4 separate regions of the Mus musculus genome follow, and all the other regions are linked to region 4. Evidence: chromatin contacts called from public HiChIP or PLAC-seq and promoter capture Hi-C data. All regions are on one chromosome and are shown on one strand. The core of a region is the stretch at or near the end of the contact, and the rest is flanking DNA. Distances in the headings are between cores, read along the strand shown.

What was found. Promoter capture Hi-C pulls out the DNA fragments that hold promoters and counts their contacts. HiChIP or PLAC-seq counts read pairs in DNA pulled down with a chosen protein or histone mark. Capture Hi-C pulls out chosen DNA fragments and counts their contacts.
Region 1: a promoter capture Hi-C map of hippocampal neurons shows a contact between it and region 4, with 1.5 times the contacts expected there. The contact joins the enhancer-like site here to the promoter of Spint2 in region 4. A contact is called at or near these places in 2 of 39 promoter capture datasets (the C10 cell line and hippocampal neurons), 1 of 15 datasets of contacts at CTCF or cohesin (large pre-B cells) and 2 of 115 datasets of contacts at active chromatin or transcription factors (embryonic limb bud and pancreatic cancer cells).
Region 2: a contact with region 4 is called in an H3K27ac HiChIP or PLAC-seq map of embryonic stem cells, with 3 times the contacts expected there. The contact joins the promoter of Catsperg2 here to the promoter of Spint2 in region 4. A contact is called at or near these places in 3 of 115 datasets of contacts at active chromatin or transcription factors (embryonic stem cells and stem cell-derived neural progenitor cells).
Region 3: a contact with region 4 is called in a promoter capture Hi-C map of pancreatic islet. The contact joins the promoter of Actn4 here to the promoter of Spint2 in region 4. A contact is called at or near these places in 5 of 39 promoter capture datasets (cranial neural crest, fetal liver, hippocampal neurons and 2 more), 15 of 484 Hi-C or Micro-C datasets (B cells, CD8 T cells, the N1E-115 cell line and 9 more), 4 of 115 datasets of contacts at active chromatin or transcription factors (double positive thymocytes, embryonic stem cells and pancreatic cancer cells) and 2 of 9 other capture datasets (macrophages and pancreatic islet).

What each region holds. Positions count from the first base shown.
Region 1 is chr7:28,918,335-28,921,662 of GRCm38.p6, forward strand. Actn4 (actinin alpha 4) reads right to left here. Exons shown (of 21, transcript NM_021895.3): 2 at 620-734; 3 at 338-457. Among named protein-coding and RNA genes, the nearest start is that of Gm38978, 7.5 kb to the right of the region's middle. Within about 2 kb of position 1,682, at least 126 of the 459 cell types and tissues checked have an H3K27ac peak or open chromatin away from gene starts, as enhancers often do. A contact at or near this core is called in hippocampal neurons, where this site is marked.
Region 2 is chr7:29,725,569-29,728,587 of GRCm38.p6, forward strand. Catsperg2 (cation channel sperm associated auxiliary subunit gamma 2) reads right to left here and starts at 1,464. Exons shown (of 29, transcript NM_029714.4): 1 at 1,360-1,464.
Region 3 is chr7:28,960,613-28,963,719 of GRCm38.p6, forward strand. Actn4 (actinin alpha 4) reads right to left here and starts at 1,720. Exons shown (of 21, transcript NM_021895.3): 1 at 1,407-1,720. The coding sequence starts at 1,571.
Region 4 is chr7:29,280,149-29,283,561 of GRCm38.p6, forward strand. Spint2 (serine protease inhibitor, Kunitz type 2) reads right to left here and starts at 1,829. Exons shown (of 7, transcript NM_011464.2): 1 at 1,364-1,829. The coding sequence starts at 1,469.

The DNA of each region.
Region 1 (3,328 bases), core at 432-2,931, 360 kb before region 4:
AAAGCCTAGGGCTGACCTTTGACCTTGTGCTTCCTGCTCCAATGTCCTGCTCTGGCTACTAACTCCCCTTTCCTCCTTGTATTTCCTTCTACCCATATGGACCAGGCAGAGGTGCTCTTGACAGACATAAACAAGGTCATGTGTACAGGGGCCAATTCAGAGTTCCTCCTCACTCTAGCTTTGCTTAAGGGTGTAGAGGTCATAGAGCCGCCATGCTATCAAGTAAGTGTAGGAGCCACTGTTAGTCACCACCAGCAACGCTTCCTATATTCATTCAGCTCACAGAAGTCCTATTTAGGAGCCTAGCAGCCAGCCCTCCCTCCCATCCCCCGCTTACCTTCTGCCCCGATGGACACCAGCTTGACTCCCTTGCTGGCGATGAAGTCCAGGGCTTTGTTTACATTGTTGATCTTGTGCACTCGCATCTTCCCCCGCTCTGGCTTAGGCAAACGCTCCCCTGAGAAGACAGGTGGTGAGGGGGATCTTCACAGTCACTCAAACCACTCCCAGCCCTACCACACAGGCTGAAACTGTCAAGCTTCCCAGTGGCAAAGGGGCAGCACCAGTGCCTGCTAGAGCAGGGTATAGTATGGGTTGCACAGTGCTACCTGAGCCTTACCTGAAATGACCTCCAACAGAAGCATAAGTTTGAGCCCATCCCTGAAGTCCTCATCGATATTCTCGATCTGAGTGCCAGCCTTCCGAAGATGAGAGTTGCACCAGGCTGTGAAGGTCTAAGGAAGAGGAACAGAGAAGGGATAGAGGTAAGCCAGCATCAGGGCTTTACACCAAGCAGTACTGACCCTCTATATACATCATGCCTTAAGACAGGTTCTCACGTAGCCCCGGCTGGATTCAAGGATGGCCTCCTAGTCTTTTGGCCTCCACTTCTCCAAATGCTGAGATTATGTAAGCATGGGACCACATTCAGCTACATACAATTTTTTTCCTGATCTTAAAAGTGATCTAGGCAGGCTGTTAAAGAGGCATTCATTCCCAGGCAGACACCGGTCCAAGAGTTAACAGGCTTTCTTTACGTAGCCTCAGCTGTGACCTTCCTACTACTGGACACATATGACCTGGGGCAAGAAAACTAGTGGGTGAGCAAAGTATTCTACAAACCAAGCCTCCCTGGAGCTGAGGTAACCCAGCAGCTAAGCCCTCTGCTGTAAGCCCCAATTCTGACCCATAGTTTGCAGCCTCACAGGTCAAACACCTTGGCCTCCCTACATAGTGCATTCTTCCAAATGTTGGAAACTGGATGTGCCTTAGGGGTGGCTGAAAGGTAAGACGTATCTGGGAAGTTTCTGAAGCTCAGGTAGATGCTCTGGAAGAGAGCTACAAAGTAAGAAGCTGCCGTCCCAGAGCCCAGCATACTGCAAATGGTGGCAGAACACCCAAGTGCAGGGCCACTCAGTGCCTGCAAGCTGAAGCCTGTTATCTCTGCCACAGAAGCGGCTCAGATCAGTTAATACAAACAAGCCCAGACATCTTCTGGGGAAACTGGCCCTCTCCCTCCCACGGCAGGATCTGGGAAAACCCAAGCCTTTGCTCTCCTAGGAGCCCCCAGAACAGAAATGGGCAGCCCGCCAGGAACATGCAAGAGCACATTCCATGCCTGGGGTGTAAGCAAAGGCCACACGGGGTGCCAAGGGCTTCCATGGAGCCTCTGGCCAAGCATCATGTGTTTTGACAACTGCCGGCAGGCCTGCTCATTCAGAGACTCAGCAGAAGGCGCCTTCCAGACAAAGACACTGTCTAATAATACACCAACCTACAGCGAGGACTCAGCAAATGAGGGCAGCTGGAGTAGCCAGACCCAACCACTCACCCATGCTGCTATGCAAAGTGCTATGACTGGGAGACAGAGACCCCTCCTGGTTGCACTCTGGTGTTTCTCACCTACCCATGCCTCTGCCTACTTTGTAGCCTTGCAATGGAACCATCACTTACCCATCACTCAAAATGCAACCCATGTGGGTGTGGTGGTACATGCTTATAACTCCAGCACTCAGGAGGCAGACACAGGAGGATCATAGTTTGAGGCTAACCTGAGCTAACATACCAAGAATCTGTCTCATAACAACTAAAACTAAAACACGGTATAGCTCCTCCTAAAGACTGACCCACCACTCTGCACAGTCTGGTTCTGACCCAGTGTCAGCTACTGATCGCTGACAATGATCTCTTCTGTCACCCACATCTGTGTGCTCCTTCAGGGGAGGGACCCCAAAGCAGGCTCTCACTTACCTGTTTGCCAATCCCCTCCTCCTCCAGCCCCAATTCTCCTTCTTTCACCTGACAGGTCTGAATTCAGACAAACCAAGTCTAGACTTGGCTATAATTCTGAGACAAATTTTCTAACCTTTCCTAACATCCATTTTCTCTTACCTAACACAGCAATGAAGATGCCACTGGGGCTGTGAACATTATAAAGACCTGTGTGTGTGCTAAGGCAGTAGTGCTCAATGTCTCCTCTGCCCCTAACTTCAGGAATCCTGTCAACTGCTTCAAGTGGTTGGTTACTCTGAGCTCTGTCCACCCTAGACTGCAGGTACAGACCATGGCTCACATCATGCAGCAGTCTCCATCCATGTCTATTTTTTCTTTTCTTTTGGGGGTTGGGGGAGTAAGAGAGGCTAGCCTCCCTCTCACTATGTGGCTTTGAACTTTTTAATTTTGAAACCTAGAAGAGGGCATCGAATTCTCTGAAACTAGAATTTATACACAGCTGTGAACTGCCATGTGGGTGCTGGGGGTTGAACACAGGCCTTCTGGGGGTGCTCTTTACCACTAAGCCATCTCCACTGCGTTGGCTTTGAACTCTCAATCTTCTTGCCTCCCCCTCCCAAGCACTAGGATGACAAGTGTGAACTACCATGCCTTTTTTAATTGTTGTACGGATTCTAGCAGACACACACCCCACTCTCCTGCCATGTGTGATCCTTCTTGTTGTCCAAAATACAGTGGGCAGGTACTGTACTCAGAGATAAGCTGGGGCATGATTCAGTGGTGGTGTGCGTGCCTACTGCACAAAGCCCTTGGGTCTTATCCACAGCACTGCTAATCTCAAGAGCAAAGCTCAAGGGGAATACGGCCCAGGGTGCAGAAGGAGACAAGGCTGAGCAGGCCATCTCTGCTCTTCATGTGTGTTAAAGATGCTGATGGACCACAAGGTGACCAAGTCACACCTGATAGCCTGAGCTTGTAGGAAGGCAATTCCTGGAGGGTGAGCTTCCTGGTACTCGGATGTCACTCAGAGTCCAGGGCACGTGTCTGAAGGGTGTCTTTGCCTACATGTGTTGTTCTAGCACACGGCGGGAAGGGA
Region 2 (3,019 bases), core at 214-2,713, 450 kb after region 4:
ACTCTTCTTCCTAGCTCCACCTTTGATCAGGCTTTGGGGCCCCTTACTCTCTGCCTGGGCCCTGCTCTTAGGCCTTGCCACGCCCTTACTCTCAGCTCCTCCCCTACTAATACTCCTCGCCCCGCCCCTGCTCTTACTACTGTCCCTACCCCTGCGGCTCTTTTCACCCTGCTTCCTAGTTGCTCTCTCCCCCTTTGCCCTGGCCTTGCTCTTCTCTGTTCCAGTTCTTGGAACTCCTAACCTACCAAGTCCCTCTTTTTTTTCTTGTCTTGCCAGAGTGTTTTCCTTACCACTACGCCCCTCAGGGGACTTGGCTCCGCCCTCACAAGGTTCCCCGCCCTCACACTGCTCTTCGCCACGCCCCTTTTCGCTCCTGCTCTGCTTCTAGTCTTCTTCCTCATCCACACCTCCTTACTCGCTAGGCGCTTTGCCTTGGCTTAAAGTCTGAATCTTTCTGGAAATCAGATCCTGCTCAGCTTTCTCTCCTGGCCACGCCCCTGGTCCTGGCTCCAGTCTGAAGTGTTGTGGTAGAGCGGATCTTCACTCTGCCTTCTCTCTTGGCCACGCCCCTGGTCCTGGTTCAGGCCCCAAGTGTTGCAGTAGTTCGAATCCTCACTGTCTCCTCTCTTGGCCACGCCCCTGGTCCTGGCCACTTCTCCCTGGGTCCAGGGCAACCTGGCCCTCCTGCTCGTCGCACCCCTTTTCTTTAAAGCCCTTCTCCCGCCTTGGTGATTTCTCCTCAGCACCAGCTCGCCCCGCCGGGCCACCTTCTCCTTAGGGAACCTTTCCTGGTCGTGGGGCCTCTCTACTCCTTGGGGTCTCTCCTCGCCTCCGGTTGTTTCCTCGCAGGGTAGTCGCTCCTCACTGCAGTCCGTTCTCTCTCTACCAGACCTGTCCTCCCATTTGGCTCTCTCTTTACCGAACCCCCTCTGGTAAACAATTCTCTCCTTGCCCCAGTTTGTGTCTCTGCCTGGACTTCGCTCCTGATCTCTGGGTCTCTCCTGGGTAAAGATGGTCCTCTGGCCGCAAGACCTCCCGTCATTCCACACCCACGCTGACTTCGCGATCCTCACTGTCCCCACCAACACCTTTTCCCTCCACCTTCTCTCATCTCTCCTGTCCATTCCCTGAACATCCACCTGCCCTATGCCCCGCCTCTTCTAGCCGCACCCAAACCCATCCTTCAGGCCACGCCCTGGCCTTCACCTCGCCCTTTCTTTGCCTGGCCCTGCTCTTTTCCCAGCCTTTCCTTGCCTTGCCTCCCACCCCTCCCCTCTCCTTCTCAACTCCCCCCCCCACACACACACACCCCATCATCCCCTAGGATGGCACCGTCCTCTTCTCCCCGCCCCACCGTACCAGTCACTTGGTTAAAACCGGTCAACCATTGCTTGGCAGTGCCTGTTCAACCCCTCTTTCCAGCTCCTAAAATGGCTGCTTGGACTTCCACCTTGCACGAGGCAGGCCTGCGTGGCTTGCGCGTTTCCATGGTAACGCGAATTTTCCCAGCACGGGCCCAAGGCCTTGAGAGCAGGGCTCTAGCAAGTCAGGCTCTCAGATGTGTGACAGGCTAAAAATGCTGGAAACCTGTAGCTTTGTTCTCAGAAGGAAACAGAGGAATTTATAATGGTTGTTCTGACAGAGGCACTGTTCATGTTTGACCTCTAGATCAAAACTTCTCCTGAGGAGCCAAGATGTTCCAGAACCTTTGTGTGTTTGAGCTAATGTGATCTGGAGGTGGGCAGATCTGGAAGTGGGCAGATCATATTCAAGTAGGAGGGTAGTTAAATATTAGCCAACTTAGGCTTGAGCGTTTTTGTGGAGGGCCTTTTGAGGTACCGCTTGGCAGGAGTCTGACATTGGCCTAGGACAAGGAAATGGGCTTCACACAGGAATCTGACATTGGCCATGACAGGGACATAAGTTCAGGCAGGAATCTAGCATTAGGGCATGATAAGGAAGTAAGTTTCTTGCTTAGGCAAGAATCTAACTTTAGGGGCTGGAGAGATGGTTCAGCGGTTAAGAGCATTGACTGCTCTTCCAGAGGTCTTGAGTTCAATTCCCAGCACCCACATGGTGGCTCACAACCATCTGTAATAGGATATGATGCCCTCTTCTGGTGTGTCTGAAGACAGCTACAGTGTACTCATATAAATAAAAAATAATTAAAAAGTTTTTTTAAATGGATCAGTTTGCATTCTTCTACATGCTGACTGCCAGTTGAACCAGCACCATTTGTTGAGAATGCTGTCCTTTAAAAAAAAAAATCTAACTTTAGGCTATAATAGGGAAGTGGGGTAAGGCAGGAATTTTAATCTTAGGGTGCAACAAAAGAAGTAGGCTTCAGGCAAGATTTTGGGCTTGGACAAGGAAGTGGGCTCAAGTATTTTGGTCATTATGACAAGCACTTTTAAACACCTGTCACAGGAGTAATCACGGGACTTTTGCTTACTGCCTTGTTAGTTCCTTACTGTACTGCTCGCCCTGAATACTTGCATGAAATTAAAATACTATACAAAGCAGATTGGGAAAATTGCCTTCAGTCTCAGAATTGACTGGGGTCATGCTACTTAGAGCCCCCTGCCCATGACTGTCAGCAAGCTCTTGCTAAGGCACATGGGTGGCATAAAGATCTGACAGACCAGCCACTAGAGGGTGCAGACATTACCTGGTTGACAGACAGGAGCAGCTATCTAGAAGAAGAGAGGAAACATGCTGGAGCAGCTGTGGTAGACAGAGACACCAAGTTATCTGGACACAGGCCCTGCTAGATGACGTATCGGCCCAAAAGGAGGAACTGATCACTCTCACTAAGGCCTTGGAATTAGAAAAAGAAAGAAGACAAAACATCTACATAGATAGCAGGTATGCTTTTGCCACAGCCCACGTCCATGGGGCCATATATCAACATAGGTTGGGAGGAAAAAAAATAAAAACAAAGAGGAAATACTGGCTCTACTGAGAGCCCTCCATGACCCTGCCAGGGTAAACATCATCCACTGTCCTAGTCACAAGAAGA
Region 3 (3,107 bases), core at 470-2,969, 320 kb before region 4:
CCAACTCCCAAAGTCCCAACTCCACGCACATCCCGTCTGCAGAGTCACCAAAAGCACATTCCTGATCGCCCTGAGAGCAAGGGTCTTGTCCTGAAGTCACAGTGCCCATCAGTAAGTTACAAAAAAGTCTCAACCTCTAGAAAGCATGAAGTAGCTTCTAACTTCAATTTTAATTTCCCACTCTCCTCACACTCTTGCGAACCATCCCCCACATTCTCACCCACTCAACACACCCTTCTTTAGCTCTTTCTGCATACACTCACACCCTCTCTCCCATCACTCCTAGCTTCCCTCTCAACCACCCAACACATCTCCACTCCTGGCCTCCTACTCTGACCTCCACTCCATACTGTGGCTTCCCTTTAGCATCGCCCCCACACTCCTAAATACCATCAGGAAATACTATTTTAATACCCCTTCACCTACCCTCCCCATCAAAAGACACTACTCTCCCAGAACACTCATTTCTTCCTCACTCAATGAACCCCCAAGTCTTTTAATCAGGCATTCCTAATCAGACTTCCATTTTCCCAAACTAACCCCCTCCCATTATCCTCCATCCCTGCTCCTACTGTCTTCCACTATTCTCACTGTTGAACTATTTCCCCGTGAACCTGGAACCTTAACTGTTTCACTACCTCTCCCTTCTTCAAAGCACCCACACTCTTTTGGGTCTCCCCATCAATTCTAATTACGCCCCTATCCTTTTCTTTTTACAGCAAGGCGCCCTCAATAAATCTCACCCTCCTCACACAAACATCTTTTTTGTTCCTAGGCCCCTAACTTCTGTCCTGAACACCTACCTTCTCAGACCCCTAGTCCCATCAGACCATCTTAACACCTACTCACCACACACCCTAGCCCATGCAGGCCCCCCTCCCTGTCTCAGGATTCCACAATCCTCTCCTTAGTGCCCCCTTTTTACCTTTCCTGATTCTTCATCTCTTCTAGAACCACCCCCCAACACACACACACACACACACACACACACACTAAGGCTTCCTGCAATTCCAATCTCTTCTTCAGACTCTCTGCACTCCAGACTATCTCCTCCATACTAGGATTCCCAAACCAAATACTATCCAGGCTCACCAATTCCCTTCCTGGACCCCATTGCTTGCCTGGGCCCCATCAATGCTTCCTCTGATCCAACAATCTCGCCTTAAAACCTAGTTCCATTGCAACCTCCCGAATCATCATCTCGTTTGTCCCAGTTCCCCGTGTCTCCTACCTGGCCGCCACTTCCCCCCTCCCCCTCCAGATTCCCAATTGCTTCCTTAAGCTCTGTAATCCCTCTCCGGGACTGCAAACCCGTTCCCGAACCCGCCAATTGTCTCCCAGGACCCTCCTCCAGGCCTCCCCGCCACGCGCAGGACGCCACCCAGCCCGGGTCACGGGCCGCGCACCTTGCGCTGCTGCTTCTCCCAGGCCGGGTCCAACAGCAGGTCCCGGTCCCAGTCATCCTCCTGGGCCATGTAGTCGCCCATGCTTCCGCCGCCACCCGCGCCATTGCCGCCGCCGCTGTTCGGGCCGTACTGGTACGCCTGGTTCGCTGCGTGGTAGTCCACCATTCCGCCGCCTTTCGCTAGCCCGCCAGCCGGTCCGCTACCGCCTCAGCTCCCGCCCCTGTGCCGGAGGCTCCGACTCGGCCGCCGCTTCAGCTGCTTTCAGCCCGCCCAAGACTGACGCCTGCGCAGTTCACTTGCCGCGCCTGCGCACTGCGCTGCCGCCGCCGCCCTCCCGCGCGCGCGCACCTGAGGAGGCCCCGGGCTCTCGGCGCCGGCGCAGAACGCACCTCCGGCTGCCCGCCCAGCGTGGGAGCCCAGGCGCTTCTAGCGGGAACGCGCGCGTCACCCCGTGTGGGCGGGGCCCAAGTCATGAATGATTCATAAGGCGGGGCTCCTCATCCGGCTTTAACCTGTTTCGGGGTGGAATGTGTTCCCATTCAGCCATTCAGACATAATCAAGATTTATTTGGCTGCCTGCTATGTGTGAGACCGTGTTTTCTGCCTTGGCATTAAAGAAGTCAGGAAAAGTCCCCACCCTTTCGAAACTATATACTATAAACCTTGCACGATGGAACGTGGGATCTCTGTTCTCAGGCCGCAGAGACTGAACGACAGATAACATGTTGGAGCTTGGGTTACACAGGAAGACCAGTCTTAAATTAAATAAATAATCGAGCTTAAAACTGGGCATGGTGGGCCGGACAGTGTTGGCGCACGCCTTTCATCCCAGCACTTAGAGGCAGAAGCAGGTGGATTTCTGAGTTCGAGGCCAGCCTGGTCTACAGAGTGAGTTCCAAGACAGCCAGGGCTCCACAGAGAAACCCTGTCTCGAAACAAACAAGCAAACAAATAACTGGGCATGGTGACACATACCTTAGATCCCAACTGGAGGTGTGGACAGGAGGGTTCAAGGCCAGACTTACTTAGTACACAGCGAGTTTGAATCTAGTGTGGGCTACATGAGGACCCTGTCTTAAAAAAAGAAAAGAAAAGAAACTCTAGAATGGGCTGGATTTGTAAAGTCTTCTGGGAAAAGGGAAAAGGTAGATATTTAAAGAAACTCTTTCAAAGATACGTCGAGTTAGATTGGACTGGGATAGCTAGTTAGCAGGGAAGGCAAGGGGTCCTTTTGGACTTGTCTATCTTCATTCTCGCAGCAAATACTATGCACCTACTACATGCAGCCACTTTCCAACTACGGACAGCATGGTAAGCCAGGTCAGTTATCAAACGACTAACTTTGTAGGAGAGATGGGCAACAATAAGAATTATGGAAACCAGGCATGGTGGTGTATTAATCCCAGCACTCAGGAGGCAAAAGCAGGCAGAGCACTGAGTTTGAGGCCAGCCTGATAGACAGAGTGAGTTCTAGGATAGCCAGAAAAACCCAGTCTCAGAGGGGGAAGTGGGGGTAGGTAGAGGAGAAAAGAAACACACACGGAATAATAATAGTGCCTCATTGAAGGCCATCTGATAACCAGAGGGGCCATCTCCATCTTGAAAGGTGACTTCCTGCTTCCAGCTGCTCAGGAAACCTTAATCCTCCCTTATAGGGCTTCTTACAAAGAGGCAGCCAGCAGCCACCATTCCAAGCCTTCT
Region 4 (3,413 bases), core at 579-3,078:
CAGACAACGCAAGAGCTTAGAAAAGCCATATCCACAGCCACAGGCCAGGTAACTTATAGACACAAGGCAACCTGGAGTCTGGCTATACTACAATGGTCAACCTCTGCACTTCTGACTCTGGATCACCAGGGCTGAGCCTCTCCCACCGGCCTGTGGCATTCTCCATAACTCTTGTTGTTGCCCTAGTCTTAGACACAGGAATAGACCATTCCTCAGAAGCTACCACACTCCCTGCTTTCTCTTTCACCAAATAGGTTGCCCACTAAGGACTTGGGCCTCGTGGCTGTGTCCACTTCTCCCCTTCCTGACTTCTGTTCCAGCCTTGGGGTGGGGGTGGGGTCTTTTCCTTGATCACAATCAATTTTACTCTAGACCCTCACTACTCCCTCCCACTACCTGGGACACTGGTCCCAAGGTCTTAGTATGGCTGCCACCTACTCATTCAATTGTTAGGATAGGTGCCACCCTCCTTAGAGTACTTCCTGAGTTAAGTACCCTTCACCATCTTCTATCACTGTTCTTATCCCGCTGTCTTCTAGTCACCGCTAGTCATTTAATCTTTGGCGAGTACTCTGCACGTTAAGTGTTCGCTCCCACTGGAATCCAAGCTCTGCGAATTCAGGAACCTGTCTAGTCTTGAGTCAGCCACGACCACCATTCTTACAGACCCTCAGCGGGGACTCAATTAAGTTTGCTCAATCAATGAATTCTTTCAAAAGAGATCTTTTCAAAGCTGGCTAGTGGTTGTCTGAAGCAGTTAAAAGTTGTAACGACTCCTAAAGACGCAAACCCCAGCTGCTGGGTGCCAATACTACACTCGGAGAACAGACGTTCCTGCATTGGCAGGCACCTTGGCAAAGCTCCTCCCTTCTACCAACCGCTGCTTCTCTTCTTCCTCGGGAGATCATGGGGCTGTTGCCATATGTGATATCAACAGGTGTCCGAAGTGCGTTTTCCCTGTACCCAAAGCGGCCAACAGGTCTCCCGAACAAATTTCCACCTCTGAGGCTTGAATGCGCCCCCCACCCCCACCCCAAGTCCCCGTCCCCACCCCGGGCTTTCTTTGGCCAAGCAATTTCCGCTTCGTTGAGCTCCTCACCCACTTCCAGTGCCACGCCTTCCTGGGTCAATACACCTCATCTCCCTCCCTTCCTCCTTCCTTCTGGAAGGGACACTTTGCTAACCCTTACGCCCCCGCGCTCGCGAGGCTCCTACCCTTCCTAGCCCGCCACCTGCAGGTCTGGCTCCACCGCCCATCCTCCCCAACCCCAAGGAGCCTGCGATCACTCTGCGCACCGAGTACCCCCACTTTCGCTGCGGCCTCCTCTATCCCCTGCTCCCGGATCCCCCGCCTGGCCCTCACCGTGGACGTCTAGTTCTCGGCTGGCCACCTGGGCCCCGGAGAGGAGCAGCGAAGCTACCAAGGCGAGGAGCGCCCGGCCCCGCCGCAGCTCACAAAGCTGCGCCATGACCTGCTGCCAGCGCCGCGCGCCAGGCCTCGAGCCGCCGGCCGTTGGGGTGTGGGGGTGGGGTCTCGCGAGCAGGTGCGGGAAAGCCCACGGCCGCGCACGCGCACTGCAGGTCCGCGGGCTCAGGTGCGGCTTCGCCCCGGAGTAGGACTTCGAGGCGCCCGGGTCCCCGGAAGCCCTTTTTTCTGGCTTTTGGCGCGTGCGACGCCTTAGTTGCCTCCCAACACGGTCCCTGGACTCGCGCGGCAACACTCTGCGACTCTTCCCCAGACTGTGAAAGCCTCCACCCGTCCGAGGAGTACTACGGCGAATGGCGGACGCAGGGACACAAGAGAAGGTGGCACCCAGGCTGGGGGTGGGGCGCACCTGGCGGGGCGGGGCAGATGCGGCGCAAGCGCGGAGGGCCCCGCACCTGGCTCTGCGGCCTGCACCTGGCACCGCCCCCGGCTCCTGGGAGGAGGCGTGGTTGGCATTGACCCCGCCCCAGCCGGACCTTGCGGGAGGCGTGGGTCTGTTGGCCACGACGTCCTTGCGCCTTCGTGCTTGCGCTGTGACTATGGCGAGAGAAACTTTTCGGAAACCTGTGGCTGTCTGCCCGCTCTGCTTTAGCGTTCCTTTAGGTGTGAGAGATATATCCTGCCTAAATTCCTCGTTCTCTGTGCCATAAACAAATGTCCCGGATTGAGCAGTGGCCAGGCCAGCTTGGCCTGTGTGTCGTCAAACAGGATCAGCCCGTAGTAGTGATGCGGAAGCAGAGGGAAGAGTGATCAGGAATGTGATGGTGAAATCCTACAGTTGAGTGAGCAGGGGTTGGGACAGTGAAAATCAGGGCATGATCAGAGCCCAGTTTCCTATTCAGTGCGACTGCCAGTTAGGCAGGGCACTGTCTGGAAAGAGGTGACAAGTCCTTAAAACTGCAGGTTTCTCTGGACCCCGTACAGGAAGACAAATACAAATATATAGAGGTGTTAGGGTGACGATCAGAAGCTTGCAAAGGATGAACAGACCTGAAAGGGGGAGGGACACGGGGACTGGACTAGGTACAACACCCAAAGGAGACTTACAAACCACTACCACAGAACCAGGGTGGGCTTCTGGAAAGAAGCTCCATTTAAACTGGATGAATGGAGGAGGGCTGACAGAGGAAGTAGAAGGCCGTTAGCAGAAGAATTAATGATCTCGTTATCATTGAAAATACTGCTCTTGGGCTGGCAAAGTGGCTAAGTAAATACAACTGCCACCAAACCTGATGACCAGATTCGCACCTGCTCGCAAGGTCACCCCCCACCACCACCCCCCAACGGCTGGAGGCCTGGCGTGCCCGGGTGCTCCACGCCTTGTTAGCTTCGCTGCTTCTCTCCGGGGCCCAGGCGGCCAGGAGATTCCTGGTGCAAACACGGTGGAAGAAGAGAACTGGCTTCCTGAAGTTCTCTGACCTCCACACTGTAGCCATGGCACCTGCCAGACCACACGAACACAGACACACACACACAGACACACACACACACACAGACACACACACACACACACACACACACACAAATAAATGTGTTTAAGAAAAATAAAATAGGGCTGGAGAGATGGCTCAGCGGTTAAGAGCACTGACTGCTCTTCTGAAGGTCCTGAGTTCAAATCCCAGCAACCACATGGTGGCTCACAACCATCTATAATAAGATCTGTCACCCTCTTCTGGTGTCTAAAGACAACTACAGTATACTTCATACAATAATAAATAAATCAAAAAAAAAAAAAAAAAAAGGAACTGACTGCTCTTCCAGAGGTCCTGAGTTCAATTCCCAGCAACCACATGGTGGCTCACAACCATCCAAAACGAGTAGCCGTCTTCAGATACTCCAGAAGAGGGCGTCAGATCTCGTTATGGATGGTTGTGAGCCACCATGTGGTTGCTGGGAATTTAACCCAGGACCTCTGGAAGGGCAGTCG